Regions from separate parts of the Mus musculus genome. Here regions 2 and 3 are each linked to region 1. A link is a contact called in public ChIA-PET and promoter capture Hi-C data. All regions are on one chromosome and are shown on one strand. The core of a region is the stretch at or near the end of the contact, and the rest is flanking DNA. Distances in the headings are between cores, read along the strand shown. Region 1 holds the start of Kcnn1 (potassium intermediate/small conductance calcium-activated channel, subfamily N, member 1). Region 2 holds the start of Nr2f6 (nuclear receptor subfamily 2, group F, member 6). Region 3 holds the start of Ddx49 (DEAD box helicase 49).

Region 1 (2,700 bases), core at 165-2,664:
AAACGGGGGCATGCCCCCAATCCCTGGGGGCTGTGAGAGGCTGAGGTGTGTCTCAGGAGACTGAGTGCTTTGCCAGTGTTTATGACGCCCTGGCTTCTGTTGTTAGCACGGAACAAATGGGGCTTGGTGGCCCAGGCCTATCCTGTCAGGTAGGACCTGAGAGGTAGAGGCAAGATGGCCAGTTCCAGGCCATCCTCAGCTCTATAGTAAGTCTGAGCCTCACAGATATGAAACCCTTTCTAAAACAAAAAGCAAAACAATTCCTGGGTAGGGGGTAGGCAGGGAAGGCCCACAGCCACAGGCTGAGGTGGCCACATGCAGAAGGTTTAGGGGCTGGAGGCAGAACCTGGTGCTCTTGGCCTGTCCCTCTGTGGTGTCTCCTGGAACCTGCTTACATCTATCACCCCAGGCTGGTTCCATCTGGCTCCACCTATGTGGATAGTGCAGATGTGGTCCCCAACACCTGGACTGTCACTCTGTTGGTGGCTCTGCTGGGGCTCAGTGCTGTCACTGCTCCCAGGCCACTTGCTGGCCACACATCTGCCCCTCAGTCCTTCCTGAGGCCCTCTAAACTGCAAAGACATTGGGCCAGGAAGAAGCAGGAGCTGGGTGGCTGGGGTGGGGGTGGGGAGGGGATTAGGGAGGGGATACACACACTCATCGCTCGGCTGCAGGCAAACCTCAGCTCCCCAGCTTGTCAGTAATCACGTGACTGAAGGGGCGGAGACTAGACTCCTTGGTCTCTGGGATGTCTTAGAAGACACCTGAAACTCCAGCACCTTAGGAAGTAGGCTGAGAGGAGGATTTCAGTGAGTAAATTCAAGATCAGCTTTGGCTACAGAGCTATCAAAACAAACAAACAAAACCCAAGACCACAAAAAATGTTGCATGAGCTGGAAAGGGGGGCCCAAAACTGTCCCAGCGCTCAGGAGGTGAAGGGAGAAGGAACAGAACTTCAAGGCCACTCAAGGCTAACCTGGACTCCCTGGTAAGTTCTAGCGCAGCCTGTACTTCACAGTGAGTTTGACGCCAGACTAGGTTATGTGAGACCTTGATTCAAAACAAAAACTTTCATGAGTGAGCTCTGTAAGTTTGGCTTGAATGATGGGGGCAGAGCAGGTTCGGGGGTCTCCCCAGCCCTGATGATTGCAGCTGCCTGGAGCTCTTTCTGCCCGCAAGGCTAATAGGGTTTAAGATCGGGGTCCCTGAGGTGAGCGGGCTTGTCTGTCCCCAGAGATGAGGTCCAGGTGTGCAGGATCACCTGCAATAGCCAGCTGCCTGTGCACAGATGCCCATCACCGGGGTTCTTATTCTTGCCCAGTGCCCAGGAGGGAGCTTTAAGCATGGGCGGAGCCTGCGGGGTCATGGGGGTGGGGCCTGGTGCACTCAGCCAATCCAAGGCGCCGCTCATACGGGGCGGCGCTGCTCCCCCTCCCTGGCCGGTCTCGGCGGGGACGCGCTGGCACGAGGGTCCAGGTCCCCGCCCGCAGGTATTGGCGAGAGGAAGCGGGGGTGAGGGGGCTGGGGGGGCAGTAATAGCGGGTCCCTGGGCTATGCGACTAGGGACGACGCTGGGGATGGTGTTGCCACGCGGTCAGGGGTCAGGGACACAGAAGAGAGGGTGCGCGTGTCCCCCGGTGAGGGAAGATTGCGAGTGGGAGACGCTGAGTCCATAAAGTCCATGCACAAGGATGGATGTGATACGGCCAGTGACATGAGCACTCTTCGGCCACCCTAAACTGAGGTCAAGGTGCTCAGTGACAGCACCTGGGCTGCCAGACTGGCCTTGTAAGCTCCCTGGTAGCCGGTGTGCAAAGGGCAAGCAGAGCCGGGCACCCTGAGGAGTCAGTGAGCCTGGTGAGAAGAGCTCTGGCACCCTTCCTCAACTCCATTTCCCCACCAGCTGCTGGGGAGGCCACCTGACACAGGTCTAGTGTCTTGGGAGTTTCTGTCATGAGCCGTTATCACTGTGGTTCCTACAAGAGTTGTGGGAGGTGGGTGCCTCCTTGAGACTCACAGCAAGGGACACCTATTGATCCGATTTTATTTTATTTTGAGACAGGTTCTCAGGTAGCCCTAGTTGGCCTCAAAGGCCAGGCTAGCCTTGCTGTTTAGCACCTCTTGATAGGTATGTATCACCAGTCCTAGCATGGCGACTTACACCTGCCATCCCAGCACCTGGGGTTTGCCACAGTGCCAACCTGCACTATAGATTGAGAGCCTGTCTCTAAAGTAAATAAATAAAATTACAGAAGACAAGAGAAAACGGACTGAGCTGGTACCCCAGGCTCCATGACAGAAAGCAGCTCTGTCCTCAGCTCACAGCCACTCGGGCAGAGCCAGCCTGGTTCCCTGTCAAGGTCCTGCCCTCAGCCACCGCCAGGCTGTGTCCCTTAGTCTGTGTCTGACTCGGTGCTGGCAGAGGATCCAGGGGCCACCCAACCTCCCTCAGCTTTGCTCTTCTTTTTAAAACCAGAAGAGGTATCCCCCTTGTGCCTGGGGCAACAGACAGTCCTTTTAACTGGAGGCTCAAAACACAGCCAGCCCAGGACTGGTCACTGAGCCCTGCCTGCTCTGCATCTGTCCTGTGCCAGCCAGCCTGCCCAGGAAGAGGCTGTCTCAGGGAACAACATGGCAGCACCTAGGCTTGGCATATGTGTCAGACAGCTGAGTCACAGCCCCATATTGCCTCTTCACCTG
Region 2 (2,700 bases), core at 49-2,548, 520 kb before region 1:
CCAAGGACTCGAGAATAGTCCAATCTAGGACTGTTCTCATCCCAAACAACCAACTATGACTCCTAAACTGATTTATCTTCTGGGTCACCCAGGATTTGTCACCACTAAAGCAGGGTCGATTCTAATCAGATTCCTGGGAAGTCCTTGCTCCAGTCTGATTCTAGTTCTTCCTGATTTCTGTATTTGTATTTTCACAAGGTATCCAGGTGGATTCTTCTAGGTACCCAACAGCACAGGGCTGGGTGTACATGGCTAGCGGAAACCTGAACCTCAGTTCCTTTAAGTCCCCTTATGTGAGGGCTCATCTTGTGGGATGATTTTCACAAGGCACAGAAGGGAGGGCACCTTGTCCAGGTTGGCCGCGTTCTCTGGTGTGTCTATACTGGACCCAGGCCTGCATAGGAGGCAGAACAGGCCTGGCCGTCAGAACTCTGACTCAGGGGTGAAAGGTCACCCCAAGAGGGACTTTTCCCTCTGTTAAACGTTAACAGACCTAGAGTCAGGCCTCAATCCCATCTAGGCCTCAAATGTGAAGGGAGCTTAATAAATCCGTGCCCTGGGGGGTCCTGCATACAAAGGGTGCTTAATAAATGCTTGCTCCAGTAGAATTGGAGGGGGCAGGGGCGTGGCGGCAGCTGGGAGGCTCTAGGCGTGGGGGGCTGGACGGGAGGGGGGCTAGACATCTGTGGCCCAGCCGGTCACCAGGCCAAACCCTTTCTGTGAAGAAGAAGAAAAAAAAAAAAAGGAAAGGAAATGAAGAGAGACCCGGACAACAGCCCGGGACTGGCACGCCTTCCGGCCGGAGAGGCGACTGACGCCCAGCCTCTCCCACCCTTGAAGCCTGAAAGGAGAGAGGGGGACCCCTTGACCTAACAGCGCGGACGCCCACCCCCAGACTCCGGACACCAGGTGTTCACCGGAGCGGAGCGCGAGGCGGAGGCGGAGGCGGGGGCGGGCCGCGGAGACTTTGGGGAGGAGGGGGCCGCTCCAGCTGGCAGCCGCGCAGAGCAAAGCGGGGCGCGCGCCTGAGCGGCGGGGGCGTGCCCCCTGCAGATGTCCCCGGGGGGCGCGGCTGCCGGGAGCCGCGCGGAGCTCCCCGATGCCCCGACAGGACTCGCAGGGGTTAAGGCTGCGCGGCCGCGTGGGGGAGGGTCAGCTGCGCGCCCCGCCCCGCCCTCTCGCCGGCCCACGGCTCCGGGCGGCGCGCGGCTACCCCATGCCCTTATAAGGGCGGCCGTCGCCGGGGCAACGAGCGCCCGCCCCCGGCCGCGCCGCGCGCCCCCGCCCCGCCCCCGCCGGCGCCGATGGAACGCGGGTGTCAGGCCGGCCGCAGCGCGGGGCCGGCGGCGAGCGCCAGGGCGAGGCCGAGGCTCGGGCCCAGGCGCAGGCCGAGGCCGGCCGCGCGAGCGCTCGGCGGGGAGACGATCCAGGGAAGGCCGCGGGTCGCACTCTCCACTCAGCTCTATCGCCTGGACCTCTGCGATTACGGCCGGGCGCGCGCGGCGTGCGGGACTCCGGGTCTCCGACGCGCGCTCCCGCCGCCCCTCCCCCCTCGCCGCGTAACTTGCGGCCAAAGTTTCCCCCCGGGCTCGGGGGCGCCCGCGCGCGCTCGGATGGTGAGCCACTAAGTTGGCCTGGGCGGCGGGGCCGGGCCATGGCCCCCGCGACGCTACCGGGTCCCCAGGACTCCGGACCACGGGACCTGGGCGCCCCAGACTCGCGCCTCTAGCGCGCCCCCGTCGACCGCGGGCACGCGTGGGAAAGTTGGCCTGGAACCGGCCCGACCAGTTCCTGCCTGGCGCGCGGACCGGCCGCAGGAAGTTGCCGCAAAACTTTTTTCAGGGGGGTGTGCGACCGGAGCCCCCCGAGAGCGCGGGCTGCATGCGCCCGGGGTAGCCGGGTCCCTCTCGGGTCGCCAGGCGTGCCCAGAGGGGACGGACTCGTCCCGGGGCGTACCGGCCCCGCTGTCTCCGGGGCTATGGCCATGGTGACCGGTGGCTGGGGCGACCCCGGAGGCGACACGAACGGCGTGGACAAGGCTGGTGGGAGCTACCCACGCGCGACCGAGGACGATTCGGCGTCACCTCCCGGGGCGACCAGCGACGCGGAGCCGGGCGACGAGGAGCGTCCGGGGTTGCAGGTGGACTGCGTGGTGTGCGGGGACAAGTCCAGTGGAAAGCATTACGGCGTGTTCACCTGCGAGGGCTGCAAGAGTTTCTTCAAGCGCAGCATCCGCCGCAATCTCAGCTACACCTGCCGGTGAGCCCCACGCGCGGCCACCGAGCTGGCCCGGACCTGCTCGGTCACCTTGGGCCTGGCGCTGACCTTCCCCACACCCGCATTCCTGCCCCAGACCACGGGTTCGGCCCTAGTGGAGTTGGTGATACATGCGTGCAGGTGCTCCCCCTCTCCTCCCCCGCGCAGGTGGTCTTTGCTCTTGTCCTCCTGCTCTGGAGAGAGCTGGTTCTGCTAGACAGGGAGGGCTCGGGAGTGCTGTCAGGAGTGAGGACCCTCTTTCCAGCCCCCAGTGCCCCCTTTCTCGTGGGGGCCCGTCACGCGTGGTGCCTCGCGGGAATCAGAGGTGCAAGTCGCACCGCGGGGCTGGCGGCGTCCAGGGGCCATTGTCTGCGGCCGCGCGGATCGATCCGGCGCGCCCTTGGGTCAAATATCACTTCCAAAGTCGCCCTTGCATGGGTAGCT
Region 3 (2,700 bases), core at 17-2,516, 550 kb after region 1:
GTGCACACTATGATCCCAGCACTCCAGAGAGCAGGCATGGCCATCAGGAATTCAGTGCTCTTCAGCAACATGGGGAGTCTGAGGCCAGCCTGGGCTAAAGGAGACTGTCTTCTTTTATAACCAAACTTCCCTTTTGGGGGGAGTGGGGGAGGCGAGGAGGGTACAGTTCAAGACGGGGTTTTTCTGTAGCACCCTGGCTGTCCTGGAAGTCGCTATGTAGATCAGAGTGGTCCAAAACTCAGAGACTTGACTGCCTCTGCCTCTGGGTGCTGGGATTTAAGGCACACCAAGCTACCTCCGGTTTAGGACTATTATTAAGACAGATTACAGTATTACCCGAACTGACCTAGAACTGCTTATGAAGATCAGGCTGACCCTAAACTTACAGAGATCAGCCTCCCAAGTGCTGGAATAGAAGGCGTGCACCATGATGCCTGACTTTAGACACTTAAAAAAGGGGGGCGGGGGGGGTTTAAAAACGAAACAGTAAGAGGTTTTATGATGGAGCTAGTGGCGCACACCTGTCACCTCACCATTACCCTGACTTCAGGTCAGCCTGGGCTATAAAGTGAGCCCCTGTCAATCAACCACCAGAAAGTTGGAAGCTTGGCACAGGGGTGCACACCTGTCATCCTAGCACTGGAGGGGTGAAGACTGGAGGCGCAGGACCTCAAGGTTAGCCTCGGTTACAGAGTAAATTGAAAACCATCCCTAATTATAAGAGAAACCGAGTCCTCGGACCAGAACCTCAGAGCGCGCCGGAAGCTGCTCCGCACGCTGCCCACCTTCACGCGCTGAGCCTCGTTGATGCACTGCTGGTAGCTGCCGATGTAGAAAGCGTTCTTCACGTCGAACAGCTCATCTACCTCTCCGGAGCCGCCAGAGACCGCGCCAGGAACCGGAGGAGCCATGTCACCGCACCTCTAACCAACCTTCTTCTGGGACACGTAGGCCGGAAGCAGGTCCCCGTCGTCAGGAACTCTGGGAAACGTAGTTCTATGGGACAAATCAGAGGCGATGAAAAAGAAACCTTGCAAAGCCTCCCGAGAACTATAGTTCGGATTCCGTCAACAAACACAAGGCCTTCAGAACCAAAACACTGAAAAGCGGTCAAAGCTCGGATTGGTTGAAGGATCTGGAGAGGGTCTCTCCGTGACGTCACATTCCTCCGCCAACGTCCTCTCACAACTTTTCCAGGCCGGACTGCGCCGGGGTGGACGTGACGTAGCATTCACGCGCCGGAAGCACTCATTTCTAGGTTCTCTGCCCGGGTCTGGAGCATGGCGGGGTTCGCTGAGATCGGGTTGTCGTCGTGGCTGGTAGAACAGTGTCGACAGCTGGGGTTGAAGCAGCCCACGCCGGTGCAGCTCGGGTGCATTCCGGCCATCCTGGAAGGTGAGTTCTCGCCTTTCTTTTAATGCCTTTCTTTGCCCGCTCTTCCTTAGCCCCACTTGGGTTCCAGGAATCAGGACAGCATTGAGTGTTTCGGGGACCCTGACCCGCAGCATTGACATTTACGCTGCGACCGACTCGTGTTCATTATCACACAGGTGATGGGTGGCACCTCTTAAGTTTTCGTAGCACCCGAGCATAGGGAGAGATCGGTGAATGACTAAAACATGGCACTGAAAAAAAAAAAGGGTAGAGCTGGCTTTGACGTAGAAGCCGTCAAACTCCAGGTAAAAACCAATGCTCCGTGTTTGTGTCAGTGCTCTTCGACCCAGTTCACTTTTGCCATTAAAGAGGCGTCCTTGGAGCCGGACGTGGTGACTCTCAGTCATCTCAATACTGAGCAGGTGGAAGCAAGAGGATCAGGAGTTCAAGGTGATCCTCAGTTTGGTAGCAAGTTGCAGACCAGCCTGGGCTACCTGAAAATTTGTTTCAAACAAGCAATTATAATAATTGTTGGAAATTAGATAATAACACGTTCAAGGGACTAGTGGAAATGAAACAGTTTTAAATATTCAATTCTGGAGAAAGGGGTACCAGCATAGAGAAAAGGCAAAAATAGCTGGTGTGGTGATTTCAAGCAAGTTTTTGAAGCCTTTCCCCAAATATGGGAAATTCCTGACCTTTTCTTCCATAGACCTGCAGGGCTTTTCCCCTCCCCAAATTCCCCATCCCATTGGTCCATTGGGGCCCCAAGTCTTCTCTAATGAATAGTTTGGGTCTTGAGGCTGCCTCTCTTCTATTCTCTTTTCTTTCTTTTTTTTTTCCCTTGTTTTTTTGTTTTTTTGAGACAGGGTTTCTCTGTATAGCCCTGGCTGTCCTGGAACTCACTCTGTAGAACAGGCTGGCCTTGAACTCAGAAATCTGCCTGCCTCTGCCTCCCAAGTGCTGAAATTAAAGGTGTGCGCCACTACTGCCTGGCTGCCCTTCCTTTCTAATCATGGGCTCAGTCACATAGCAGAGCACCTGTAACTCTCCGAGTCTTAGACTAACTAGGGGAGAGAAGGACCCAGTGCCTCCAACTCATCTGTAGCTCTAGTGAACTGTAAGCTCACCTCGTACTAAAAGCAGACCATACCCATCTATTTCTTACAATAATGAGGGAATGCCCAAGGGACCAATCATGGCCCTTGCTCCACACTGATGCTGCTTTGCCATCTGCCTAGGTCGGGACTGCTTGGGCTGTGCAAAAACAGGAAGTGGCAAGACAGCAGCCTTTGTGCTTCCCATCTTGCAGAAGCTGTCTGAGGA

Evidence for each region. Promoter capture Hi-C pulls out the DNA fragments that hold promoters and counts their contacts. ChIA-PET counts read pairs in DNA pulled down with a chosen protein or histone mark.
Region 2: a contact with region 1 is called in a promoter capture Hi-C map of embryonic stem cells, with 8 read pairs. The contact joins the promoter of Nr2f6 here to the promoter of Kcnn1 in region 1. A contact is called at or near these places in 14 of 39 promoter capture datasets (the C10 cell line, cranial neural crest, embryonic stem cells and 9 more), 1 of 484 Hi-C or Micro-C datasets (embryonic stem cells), 20 of 115 datasets of contacts at active chromatin or transcription factors (the 230-238 cell line, bone marrow-derived macrophages, craniofacial prominence and 15 more) and 4 of 9 other capture datasets (adipose tissue, liver, macrophages and 1 more).
Region 3: a contact with region 1 is called in an RNA polymerase II ChIA-PET map of memory CD8 T cells, with 10 read pairs. The contact joins the promoter of Ddx49 here to the promoter of Kcnn1 in region 1. A contact is called at or near these places in 1 of 39 promoter capture datasets (pre-B cells), 1 of 484 Hi-C or Micro-C datasets (embryonic stem cells) and 1 of 115 datasets of contacts at active chromatin or transcription factors (memory CD8 T cells).

Annotation. Positions count from the first base shown.
Region 1 is chr8:70,855,722-70,858,421 of GRCm38.p6, reverse strand. Kcnn1 (potassium intermediate/small conductance calcium-activated channel, subfamily N, member 1) reads left to right here and starts at 1,414. Exons shown (of 10, transcript NM_032397.3): 1 at 1,414-1,490.
Region 2 is chr8:71,380,550-71,383,249 of GRCm38.p6, reverse strand. It overlaps Nr2f6 (nuclear receptor subfamily 2, group F, member 6), which reads left to right and starts at 1,298. Exons shown (of 4, transcript NM_010150.2): 1 at 1,298-2,259. The coding sequence starts at 1,979.
Region 3 is chr8:70,301,018-70,303,717 of GRCm38.p6, reverse strand. Ddx49 (DEAD box helicase 49) reads left to right here and starts at 1,266. Exons shown (of 13, transcript NM_001024922.2): 1 at 1,266-1,395; 2 at 2,616-2,700. The coding sequence starts at 1,281. It overlaps Cope (coatomer protein complex, subunit epsilon), which reads right to left and starts at 951. Exons shown (of 10, transcript NM_021538.2): 1 at 786-951. The coding sequence starts at 911.